2 separate regions of the Ovis aries genome follow, and region 2 is linked to region 1. A link is a contact called in public Hi-C data. All regions are on one chromosome and are shown on one strand. The core of a region is the stretch at or near the end of the contact, and the rest is flanking DNA. Distances in the headings are between cores, read along the strand shown. Region 1 overlaps TCF4 (transcription factor 4). Region 2 has its middle 170 kb from the start of TCF4.

Region 1 (6,383 bases), core at 1,426-3,925:
GTTTGACTAGGTTCATAAAAACTGAAAACAAAATATTTTTACTGGTACCCAAGCAGATTGCTAATTTACAGTAGAACCAAGCCACAACTTTGAAAATACCCACTATATTTTCCTGGTTAAAAATATTATAATAATAATACGAGAGAGATACTAAGTCACATTGAAATCCAACATAAACTACAAAGCTAGCTTATTTGGATAATAAAGCAGGAAAAATAATGGACATGGCTTATACCATTAGTGTAAACATGTTTTTTTAAAATGTTTATCTATTCTAATGATCAGGAATAGTATTGTACACCAAGCCTCATGTGTGTGCTTGTGTGTGTGTGTGTGTGTGTGTGTGTGTGTGTGTGTGTGTGTGTGTGTCTTTGAAAAGACACTAAACTAGGCAGACAGACCTATGTTTAGAACCTAACTCATTCCTGGCTGCCTTGAAAGAAAGTAGTTTATCATCTTTGAATCTTGGTTTCCTCATTTATGAATTGAACATGGTAATCCTGGCATCTCATTGGGTTCTTGTGAGGATAAAGAAAATACAAGAGTATAAAGTGCATAGCACACTGCTTGGCATAGTAAGAAGCACTTTAATTCCATCAGTATTATGCCCATCCACACCCTATTATTCAATCTAACATCCTGCAAATAATCACAGACCAGATCAGGCAAAACAGAATGATCAACGATCCAAAATTCAGCTCCAAACCTTAAAAAACAGTCAAAGGGCACATATACATTTAGAAGCATTTGTAGGCACAAAGATCAGTACACAAATCCTGAGACCCTGTTATGCAACACAAATTACAGAAAACACAGAGTCCTGAAACCAGTGTTACTCTAATAAAAGGATTTGCAGGGCCACAGAGAATCAGCAAATCAAAATTTGTTTTTTAGAACAGCAATGAACACATACTTGAGAACCTCTTAACATGGGCCTCAGTTTTCTTTGGCTGTACAATGAAGGCATTGGGCTGTGTATTTCTAAGGGGATCCTACCCCCAAAATGGTATGATTCTAATGAAATGGGTTTAACACCACATTCCTTATTTTTTAACCTGTTAATTTATTCTTCATTTTACAAAAAGCCACACAACCATTATGAACTGCACTGTAATAGTAAGGCTGTTTAAAACAGACACACACACACACACACAATTAAATAACTCTACTCCACAAATACCTTTGGGGGAGACCAATTTTTTTTCACACTGTAACCATGAACTCGAACTGTACGGATGGAAATTAATTCAGGATGCTGGCCATTTGACTCTTCTCTACAATACAAAATGACCCACTGGATCGATATTTTTTTCTTACTGAATTTTCTAAACTGATGTGTTATTTGGGTGTCACATGGATATTGGTGAACAAACTTGTGTGAATGTCAAGAGACATTTTTTCGCTTCCAGAAATGACCATGACAGGGATGTGGTGTTTTATTGCTGCTGTTAATTGTTAAAACACCCATTCATTTGGCACCTTTAACAAATACTGAACACCTAAGTAAAACTAAACAGTTACAGGGGGAAAAGGCTCAACTTTTAAACTGAGGGAGAAAGATGCAGAATCCGTCACAGACTAAGTGTAAATACTTGTAACAGATGTGACCAGGGCTATTGTTGAGTATGGATAATTTCAGAGCCCCAACTTTCAAACCACTTTTTAAAAGATGCCAAAGCTAGTGTGTTTATCTTTTGCTCATAAAGGAATCAAAGGTGACCAAATAAAACTGCATTTCTGTTGTATTAGAAAATTAAATCCCTATTCATCAATAAATTATAGATTCTAGAGACATTTTTTTTCCCTTTTGGATAACTTGGCCATCCTACTTTTTAATGAGAATAATTTTCCAGTCATCCAGGCATGTGGATGCTGTTAGCTTGTTTTAAGATCAATGATATAATGGATCTGAAATCCCTTTATAAAAGTCACCATATAAATTTCAACTATTTCTTACAAATAATTCCAGAGCCCACCAATTCTCCCTGTTAAGGTCATCCACACTCTGAACTATCATGGCTGAATTGTTTTAGTGCTCTCTGCTGAACACCTGCAAACATCAAACAAAAACGGCTGGTCCTTTCCTGGGTTGACAAAAGCCTTTCATGTGAAAAATGCTCCCTGGGAATGTCAGGCTGTAGCTCAGGTTACATTCCATTCTCCCTAGCAGCCTCACCATTTCTTAAGGTGGTAGGGAAAACCATGTTTGTGAAATGAAAGATTAAAGGCAACATGGCCACACTTTATTTTCATTCTCATACTGCAAATCACGATAGAGTGTCCTATATATGAATGGAACTCACAGCTACAGAGAACTTGAAGCCTGAAACATCACCATGCTTCACTTTGAAAGCAACAGAGCGGTTTACCCCAACATGAACAGTTCACTTACACTTCAGATCTCTTTTCCCCTGGACCCAGGTTTCAAAGCTGCCCATGAAAATGATATCTGAGCACCCTTGCTGGGGACAATGGATATTAACCGGATGTACATTTAGAAAATTATTTCTCAGTCCAAAGTTTTCTAGTTCATCCTTTCAGGAAAGGGGAAAAATGCAGTTTTCCTCATTTTTTTTTTTTTTACTTGTTGTGCTTTAAAAGAGGACTTAGCTTTGTTACTGAGTAGAAACAAAGCCACTTACTATGTCTTGGCCAGATGAGAAAAATCAACACTCCAATCTGTACTCTGTATATTACAGTCCCCATCATACTGCTTTGGATGAATACCCTGCATTTGCAATCTAGCTGCTAGAACAAAATAGCCACTACACTTTTTACCTTTATAAGTAAACATATGGGCCTGAAAACTACACCTTTGTCCGGTACAAAGTCACTTAAAGTTCAACAAACACCTTAAAAATAATCACAACATATTCACTGGATATATCACAACCTATCTCACTAACGATGAAGTCTCTGTCTTATGCAGATTTACTGTCTGTATAAGACAGGTTTATGTATTCAGATATACTGTCTTAAGAACTGCGTAAGTTTCAATATATGACCACTTACCAAAATTCATCAATACATATTCATACTCATCCAGCCTATACTCTGTAAACACTTAAACATCACAGCAAAGACTTCATTTAAATGCGAACACAGAAAAGGGACCAAGATGCCCAGTCGTATTTTCAATATAACATAATTTCATGCTTCTAAATCAATCTTACTTTATTAAGCCATACCAAAACTGATATACTTAATTATTCCAAATGTGTCAGCTTTTACAAAAAGTACAAAAGAGTGTTTTTGCACTGCCTCTGAAAGCAGTCTATCTCTGAGCCTTTCTGACATAATCTACTTTCAGATTTCAACTGAATACACATTTTCTTAAGGAAAATCTTGAAGAAAACTACTGTCAGAAATAAAGTTAGTTTTGATACTAACATGAAAAATTAATTTGCCTACAACAGACACTTGCATTCATCTTTCCTTCAAAACTGTAGAGAACACAATATAGAAATGTGGAAGAAACAGTATGAAAACAAAACAAAAAAAAAGCAAGTCCCAAATTGAAAATATAACAGGTTCCAGGACAGTCAGAACACAAACATATGGTCAAGAGTCCTTTTAATCAAAGCAGACTCCCCCCCAAAAAAGATAAAATGTAAGTATAGGAGGCGTCTCATATTTCATACATTGAGTTTTAGAGATAATTCCCTTAGACTTATGGGGCCAGCAAAAGGAGAAGTAACTTATTTGGAAATGAGCAACTTTTAAAAGCCATTAGTTTTAGAAAAAACATACCAATTATACAAATCACAAAGATGAATAGGTTTCTTTCATTGCTACAGCACCAAATGAATATTAAGAGATGTGAAATTATCTTCAATAGCTAACAGACAATTCCACTGATATCTCATAGCTAAACGATGTCAATATTTACCAGTCTGACTTAAGAACAGGACTCTGTCTAATGTCCTATTAGGTACCACTGCCAGAACTCCTAAGATACTATAGCTGTTTAACTGGCATAAATGGATTTAAGCCTTGAACCTAAAAGGACAGCAAGCAACAATGTATGCCTCCTTCTGATATGAAATTCACTGGACAAAAAATAACTTTTTAAATGAATAGCATATTTTCACTTTTAGTAAGAGACCTTCAGAGAGTCCCCTATTAAAACTCCTCCTTAGATACCAGATAATCATTGCACACACAGATGCCTTTGTGAATACCGCTAACGTCTTTTGAAAGCATCAGCCAAAGGTCTTTCATTTATAAAATGTAAAAGTCCTTCCAAATTTGTAACTTTAAACATAGCAAAAATTCACTGTACAAGTAAATACTTAGGAGGAGAAAAACAGTTATAGCACCAAAAAGGATATTTTAAATACAAATGAATTCATATTCAGCTCTTGGATTAAAAAGAATCTATTTACAGCTATGGTTTACTACGCAGCATTCATCTACAAAATTAAGTGCTCATTTTTAAAAAAGGGTTAATTATACATAGTTCCAAGAAAATTTGATTATTTCCAAGGAATCTGCCCTTTTCATGAAAGTTAGATTTTTCCCTCTATTTTCAGTAAGGAAACATTAATTTATTCCCCCATGTTAATACTACCTTATCTTTACATGTTTGATTACAACTGTATTAGAAAATTGCTTTTAAATTAAGTGACAGAATTCTGAGGCAATTTTCTTGATTCAAAAAAATATATTTTTAATTTTGCAAAAGATAACGTTTTTGCCTAAGTTATACTACTAATGGATAATGAAATAACCATATCATTACAGGCTAAAATTTCAATGACTTTTGCAGAACACTTTAACAGAGCCAAAAATATACCATGAGTGAACAAACAGCTAAGAACATTTAACTACACACTAAGAAAAGAATTTACATACTTGAGCCAGTAAAATGTCCACTCGCCAGAGAAGTTGGTCCATTTTTCCCACTGCTCACAGGAGGTGAAAACATCTAAAAGAAACAAAGAAATATTACTGTTGAAAAGAAGACATCCGTGCCTTCAGAGATCATCTGAGACCTTTCATACTCTCACTATATAATGTACAGTTTATGCTAAGTGTTCATTTTAGTAAAATACATCACCATCCAACTTAAAACTAAAACAGGTACAATATTACCAATCATTCTTACCCCCCCCCCACCCCTTTACCACTCTGCTCTTTCTTTTTCCTCAGGTTCAGTAAATCGCCAGAGCTAGGCAGTACTACATTTTAAACCACAGCACAGTCCCCATAATGTTAACAAGATTCAGTTTGGAGGGCAGCGAGCTCTCTAGAAGACACGAGTTTTACAAAGGAGAAGAAAAAAGTTGTTTATTTTATATTGAAAACCTTGGCCATAAACGTGGCAATGTCCATTTCGATCCCGTATAGGATTTGCCTGTCATATGTGAACCCAAATAAAAATAAAAGTGCCACCTGCACTAAATTCTCATTTCGTCTCTAACATGAGAGCATTTTGAAGCAAGACTCTCTCCCCCTCTCTCTCTCTGTCTGTCTCTCTCTCTCTCTCACTCTCACTCTCTTTCACTCCCTCTCTCTCCAGCATTTATTTCGACCCTAATTGGTTTCCCTCTTCTTCGACGTTATCTAGTGGATAACGCGCACCTTCCCTGAGTCAGAGCCTGCAGAAAGCAAAGGAGCGAATGGAGAAAGTGCAGCAAGCAGAAAGGGGGCTAAAAGCTGCCTAGGGCTACATTTCCTGGCAAAACTTCCGAAAGCCATTTCTCCAAAAGGTCTAGAAGAGCAGCAGCAGCAACAACAGCAGCAGTAGCAGCAGCAGCGGCAGCAGCAACAAGAGAAGAGAGCCCCCCCACTTAGAAGGCGGTTTGGATTTTGTGTGTTTTGTGGATTCTTTTCATTTTGCTTTGCAAATGCATCTGACACCAAACTCATTTGGCATTAAAAATGAATTAATTCCCCTGACATGCTTGGGACTTGGTTTGGGGAAGGGAGACAAAGTGATGGAGAAGGACCAAGTTCAGCCGTAAAACTCCACAAGTGTCTAAGTTCTGCTTTGGGCTGATCTCCCCGACTACGAAATTTACAAAGTCTAAAGGATTTCTAAAGAATGTGTGCTCAGCATATACACACAGGAGTTTTCAGAATCCCAGGAAAAGATTTAAGTGGGAGGAAGGCAGGTCCTACTGATTCCAAACCATCATCAGTTTAAAACTTTGAGCCAACTGAAGTCTCCTATTTTCTCTTCCATTTTCAGAAAAACAAATTAGTAAATAAATTGAGTAGCACGCATGGTACCAGTACTTTTAGTGTTCTGATAAGGCCAAGTTAAGGGGTGGTTTACAGTTTTAGGGGTGTCTGTTTTCCCCTTCCACTGGGGTGGGACTCTATTATTTGGGGGTTCGGTGGGTAGTGAATTCAAAGCAAGTAATCAGAGTGACAAAAAA
Region 2 (6,212 bases), core at 2,294-4,793, 180 kb after region 1:
TACACCTGAAACTAATACAACATTGTAAATCTATTTCAATAAATAATAATAAAAAACTAAAAAATCAAGTAACAAATGATTTCTAGTGACATAGGGGAAAACAAAGTAGAAAAAGTAGAATGTAAAATTTTATGCACAATAGTCCAAGCTAAGGTTATTTAAAAAAAAAAAGGTAACAAGACTGGCAGGAAAACACCAAGGTATCAACAGTGGTTAACTCTTATTGGTGGGAATAAATACTTATTTTCTTCTTTATAGTGTATTCTCTCATTTTATACTGTCTACAATGAGCATGTGTTACTTTCATAATCAGAAAAGAAATCATTATTTTAAAAGAAAAATCTTTAGAATTATAGATTTACCTGGCAGAAAATATCAGAGGAAACCATATTGATGAATTGTTTTGTAAGATTTTTTAAAGAAGAATTTCACAGTTCTATTCAAACCAAAGGAATAACCTTCCTCCCCTTTTTTTTTGGCAGAGCAGTAGTAAATAATAACTAGGCAAAAACTGTGTATAATTAGTTTTTACAAAAATGGTTAAAATATCTCTGTTAAAAAGTTGAAGAATAAAATGCCTGTAGCCGCTCAAGGCTTAAGTAAGAACACAGACATTTTTGTCTTATGCCATCATTACCAACTAGTGTAAAAATTTCACAGTGGCATTTTGTTTCAGTCCTCATTTCTTGCAGTTTCTGAAAGTATTGTTTGATCTCAAGATCAAGACGATTTATGATGTGGAGAAAACTTGCTCCAAGTTTTCCATAATCAGTCTCCACCTTCTCAGACCTCCCTGGCTTGCTTTTATAGTTATCTGTCCCCTTCCCAGAGTCTCAGTAGATTCACACAGGAATGACAACCCAAGTCTCTCCCCCAGAGCCAGCCCCAGGCAAATTTGTCAAGGAGCTGAAGTTGGTGGCGCTTCCTTTCTCCAGCCCCACGTCTGGTGTGTTCCCACCCCTCTCAAAATCTGCTCTCACGTGCTTTAATCACACTAAGCTACGCTAACGCTTCTGAGCATCTACTCTACACCAGGCATCCTGTTAAAGGTTTTCACCCATAGTATTTTATTTTAGCCTCACGATAACCTTGAAAAGGTTTATTTGCCTTATTTTACTGAGGAGGATGCTGAAGCCCAGAGGGGTTAAGAAAACTGCTTGTGGTCACACAGCTAGCTGGAGCTCATATCCACATACAGCTCAGGTTGATTCAAGAGCCGTGCTTGTTCGCAGTTGGTGGGGCCAGGACTCTGGACTCTCAGGACCCTTTCCCAAGCTTTTAAAATTCAATTTTACAGATAGTTTATCTGTTTCCAACTAAAATCCCAATTGTTCTTAAATTGGAAAGAGTCTAACGCTTCCTTCTCAAATAGTAGGAATTTCCTAAAGAAGAAGGACATGCTTAATTATAGCTAATAGACCCATCAGTTGAAAAGAACTTGACAATGGATTTGGGCAGCATTGACTTGTCTCCAATTGTCACACCTTCCCTGAAGCCATAGAATGGGGAAACAAGAAGATTCATGGGCTTGTCTTGCTTAATTAACATCATTTCCCCCCTGGAATCTAAGGGTCATCCCAGAAGGTTATCAATATCCCATTTCTCTCTGTAACTAATACAGATTTGAAAACACTAATTCTCAAGAAATTCTTCCTTACCCCTTAATCAACTGTAATTCTGCTCCTCACTAGCTATAGGCCCTCAGGCAATTTACCTTGGGTCTCTGCTACAGATTTCTCCTCTGGAAAAGGAGGATTGGATTAAAACTCATACCCTTCTCCTAAAGTTGTGGAAAGAATTAAATGAGATAATGCCAGGGAAGTTTTGGATAGATGGGTGGTTCACTGCCTCATTCCACTCCCCCCCTTTCCTTTGTATCTTGATATGTTCTCAGTGTAACAGTCACTGTGTCCTCCTGAAGGTTTTCTTAACCATTTTTTTTTTCCTCCAGCATAACTAAATTCCTATCCCTTAATTCTCTTCCAAGAGACCTTCTTTCCCAATCATGTACTTATTGCAACCTCTCCATTCCACATCACGTTAAATACAAGACCTAAGGGTTTGGATAAAGCCAGACACAAATCTCTTTTCCAGCTCCCTTTTCACTTTAGCCCCTCTTTCTCTCCCCCAAAACCCTCCCTACCAAGCAACGACAACCAAAAAACCCAGAGTGGCAGAGAAAGGAGGCCCTCAAAGTTATCAATTAAATGATCTTCCTTTGGTGGCCAAAGAAAGAATGTTTGGCAAGAGGGTAGCTTTAAAGGAAAAAAAAAAGAAAAAGATGCTTTTCCTAACCAACTTCCTAGCCATCCTGCGTCAGCAGCAGCTGTAGGAATCCCTTCTCTGCACAAGGGCAAGGTGCTGTGGGGCTGTTTAACACCTGGCCCCAGCTCCGCTGAAAGCCTGGCCAGTATCAAACACCGTGGGTCACAGAAATATTTATGGTGGTTATGATACAGTGAGCCGGGGGGACGAAATATTTCCCACCCAGTAATATTTAATGGAAATGCTTTTGCTGACTTGATGATAAGGAATCTCTTCCTGGTGGTCAAAACCAAGGAATTAGGAACCTAAGATTTTACAGCTGGAAGAGAGATGGAACTCCCACTTCCCGCGCTTAAGGAATATGAATTGTGTTCAGAAATCTTCCCACACTCCCTGGTTAGTACATCCACTGATTTAGAAAGTCCCAGGGGCTCTGGAAGTTTCTGATGATGGATCATCTTTTTTTTTTTCTTCTTCTTCTTTCTCCCTTTCCTTCAGGGCTCCAGACAGTTGGTGCTTAAGTGTCTACAATTTAACGTTTCACATATCTTCCTTGGGCTCTCATATGTCTACCTATCCCGCCTAGGACATCTCCCTAAATAATCTCTGAGTGGAGAGGAACGATCCTCTCCTAGGAGATTTATCTGAGAAGGGAGGTGCGCGGGGCCGTTCGAATTCCGAGGCTCGGATTTCGTTGCGGGCAGGTCAGATGGTGCGGTCGGCGGGCTCCAAGGATGCGCGCAGCTGTCCCCGCAAGAGGCGCGGCGCACAGGTGCTCGGCCTCCCGCCCCTGAAGTCGCAGGGAAGCTGCCGCACCGACACGTGAGTCGCAGGCAGTTAAACCTCGGGTGTTTCGACCCTGGTGGACAGAAAAAAAAAAAAAAAAGTCAACGACACCCGGGGCGACTGTCGCGATTAAAGCCCCGGCCCCTCTGTCGCCAGCCCTCCGTCCAAACCGACGGAGAGCCTCGGATTGGCACCTCGCGGCCCGAGCCTCCCTCCGCGGGCTGCGTCTGCGCCATCTCCCCGCGCGGTCTGCACCGGCTCGGCGGCGGGGGCCGGCGGGTTCCGCCGGCCGTGGGGCTCGCGGTGGGCGCGGGGGCGGGCGCCCCTGACCCCGCCGGGCCGACGGTGCCCGCAGCCCTGCGAGCCGCGGCGGGTGCGTCCCTCCCGTGCGCCCCGCGCGCTCCCGGGGCGCCGGCCGAGCGCCACGCGGTCTTAGCGTAAGTCGAGCTCGGAGCGTGCTCCTCGCGGCCGCCGGCCGCCCCGCCCGGTTCCCGCCGCCGGCCTCGCCCCGCGGTTCCTCCGCCCGGGCGCTTCATGCGGCTGCCTGGCCCGGCCTTGTCCGCCGATCGCGCTGCGGCGCAACTCGGGGGGCACCCAGCAGGCGCCGGCTCCTCCGCTGGTCCCGCGCTTTCCGCGCGGTTCCGCCGCCTCCCACCCGCGAGACTCTCCAATTTGATAGGATCTTTGATCAACCGCAGCGTTTCCCCCAGGTGTTAGCTGCCTCCGTTTGTAACTTTTCTGCATTCCCGTGATTCCTTCTTTTCTTTCCTCTTTAAGGTTGTGGATAGTACAAAGTTTGGACCTGGCATGTTAAAAAAACAAAAACATGTTACTTACAGTTTTACAGGGGGGTGCTGAGTGGGTTTTTAATTTACTGACAAAAATCATTCCACCGCTCTTCATTTTCCTCTCTGAATCTCAACTATACTTCATCTATAAAGTAAAATGTAAACCATTTTTATCTCACCTGCCTTCCAGTAGAGGGTTGGTGAGATGACCTCGTGAAGGATCTTGCAGGGATCGCTAATGATTTTGTGATCTGTAGATTTGAAACGTAGGATTAGAAATATATCATTTTCTTTTAAGCGGTGAGTAAAGAAGCAGGGCGTCTTTCTCTCTCCCTCTCACCAGCTGGGGCAACTAGGGCTCTCCACACTCAGTGTCAGGAACACAGAATCAGGGTGTCAGACCTGAGATGACGGGTCTGTCCGGCAAGGACTACAGGTTAGTCCTGTAAGATCCTTTGTGCCATGGGTTTTCTCTGCTCAAACTGATAATAGAATAGTTAATTGCGTATTTTGAGTTGTTCTTCCTTTCACGTTTTCAGTCCTGGAGGGAGGGAGACTGAGAAAGAGAGAGAGGGGGGAGAGAAAGGCAACTAGTTCTCATCTTTAAAATACAAAAAAAAAAAAAAAAAAAAAAAAAAATCAATCCCTTTGATCAAAGTGGAAAACCAAAGGCCCAAATCCCTTCCATTACCCTCCACTGTGATTAAAATTGAAGTGTTCTTAAAAAAAAAAAAAAAGTCATTTCAGATTGCAAGGAAGAGAATCTCTCTCTTTCTCTAGGCCTCCCCCACCTTCTTTGCCTCTTTCTTTCTCTTTTAAGGGAGACATAGGAGCAGTTTAGGGATGTTTTTCTGATTGGAGAGTTTTTAAGAGGCTACCTCTCAAAGGCAGCTGAGACGACTGAACGCTGACTTTAGGTGAGCCAATATGAGGCATGTACTGCAGAGCCCTCCGAAAGAATCTAGACTATTTTTTACAGGATAAATCACCTGTGTGTGTGCGTGACTGGATTATTTCGTGTATGTTGTTCCGACCCACCCTTTCCCTAGGACGCCAGGGCGACCTTCTGTGAGAGGGGGAGGAAAAGAAGGAAGATGTGTGAGCTCCCCCTGGTGCTCGTCTGTATTCAGGCGAATTGAAAAGAATTGTCAGGAGCACCCGTCTACACAAGCGGAAGGAAAAGTCAATGATCTGGGTTATTTCAAGTGGCCCCGCTTCCCCGCTCACCTGCGGAACATTTCAGATCAAGGTCTCCAGGCTTGGATTCTCTCGGATCCTTTATGTCACACTGTCCGTGTAGACCTGCCTTTGTTAGATAATGTCATTTCTGTCAAGAGTTGGAAGAGGAATCCATGCCATGTCAGAGAACAGGTTGACAAAGCACAACTTGAAGTGGGAATTTGGCAGCTGCCCTGTGGATGGGATTGCTCTTGGAATCAAATTGGATTACTTTTTTGTCCAGGCTTGTTCTCTTTCTGGATGAATAATTTTCACACGCTAATTTTTGTGTGTGTGTGCAAGAAGATATCACAAAGATATCATGGGGCTCTGGTGCAAACCATCTTGATCAATAAGTCCTTCAATTCTAGACCACGTCTCCGATCCCAGTAATGTCCTGTATGTTTAAGTACTTTTTAAGCACCTGCAGTCAGGGACCTCTGAGGGCCCTGGTTCCAGTAAAGGCGGTGGAGGCAATCCCGTGCAGTCTACTGGATAAATTCATCACAGCGGCCTTCAACAATTTGTCAACGTGTATTTAGTTAGTCCTGCATTTGGTCCACACTATGGGGAGTGTAGGGCTTCCCTGGTGGCTCAGATGGTAAAGAATTCTCCTGCCATGCGGGAGACCTGGGTTGGGAAGATCCCCTGGAGAAGGGAATGACTGCCTACTTTGGTATTCTTGCCTGGAGAATTCCACGGACACAGGAGCCTGGCGGGCTGTGTAGTCCATGGGGTCCCAAAGAATCAAACATAACTGAGCGACTAACACTTCTACTTATGGGGAATATAAAAGATGTGGAAATATAATCCCTACTGAGAACTGGTTAGATTAGCTATGGGACAAAGTTCAGTGTTCATGAAAATAGATTATTAAGATTCATTGACCTCATAAGTCAAGGCCGAGCTTTGGGTGCATTTAGTTTTCTGTGTGTGATTCTGGCTGCGTGAGGGTCTTGTCAAGCTGAAAATGGACCCAAAGACCCCAGCTCTCCTGAGTCTCTCCTTTACTCTGAGCTTAATCACAGAGCCCTGAAGCCCACCCAGAAGACTGCGGCAAGCTTTCACTGATCTATCAATTCTTTATGATTTTAAATGCATTCTCCTCTACACACCAGGCTCACTGCCCTTTACTTCTTTGCTGGGCTCTTCCTC

The links. Hi-C and Micro-C count contacts between places; a contact is called where the count stands out from the background.
Region 2: a contact with region 1 is called in a Hi-C map of hypothalamus, with 6 times the contacts expected there. The contact joins two enhancer-like sites. A contact is called at or near these places in 5 of 16 Hi-C or Micro-C datasets (hypothalamus, muscle, omental adipose tissue and 1 more).

What each region holds. Positions count from the first base shown.
Region 1 is chr23:55,318,311-55,324,693 of ARS-UI_Ramb_v3.0, forward strand. It overlaps TCF4 (transcription factor 4), which reads right to left. Exons shown (of 19, transcript XM_060405546.1): 2 at 4,855-4,927. The coding sequence starts at 4,927. Among named protein-coding and RNA genes, the nearest start is that of TCF4, 6.3 kb to the right of the region's middle. Within about 2 kb of position 2,676, at least 5 of the 54 cell types and tissues checked have an H3K27ac peak or open chromatin away from gene starts, as enhancers often do. A contact at or near this core is called in hypothalamus, where this site is marked.
Region 2 is chr23:55,494,193-55,500,404 of ARS-UI_Ramb_v3.0, forward strand. No RefSeq gene overlaps it. Among named protein-coding and RNA genes, the nearest start is that of TCF4, 170 kb to the left of the region's middle. Within about 2 kb of position 3,544, at least 12 of the 54 cell types and tissues checked have an H3K27ac peak or open chromatin away from gene starts, as enhancers often do. A contact at or near this core is called in hypothalamus, where this site is marked.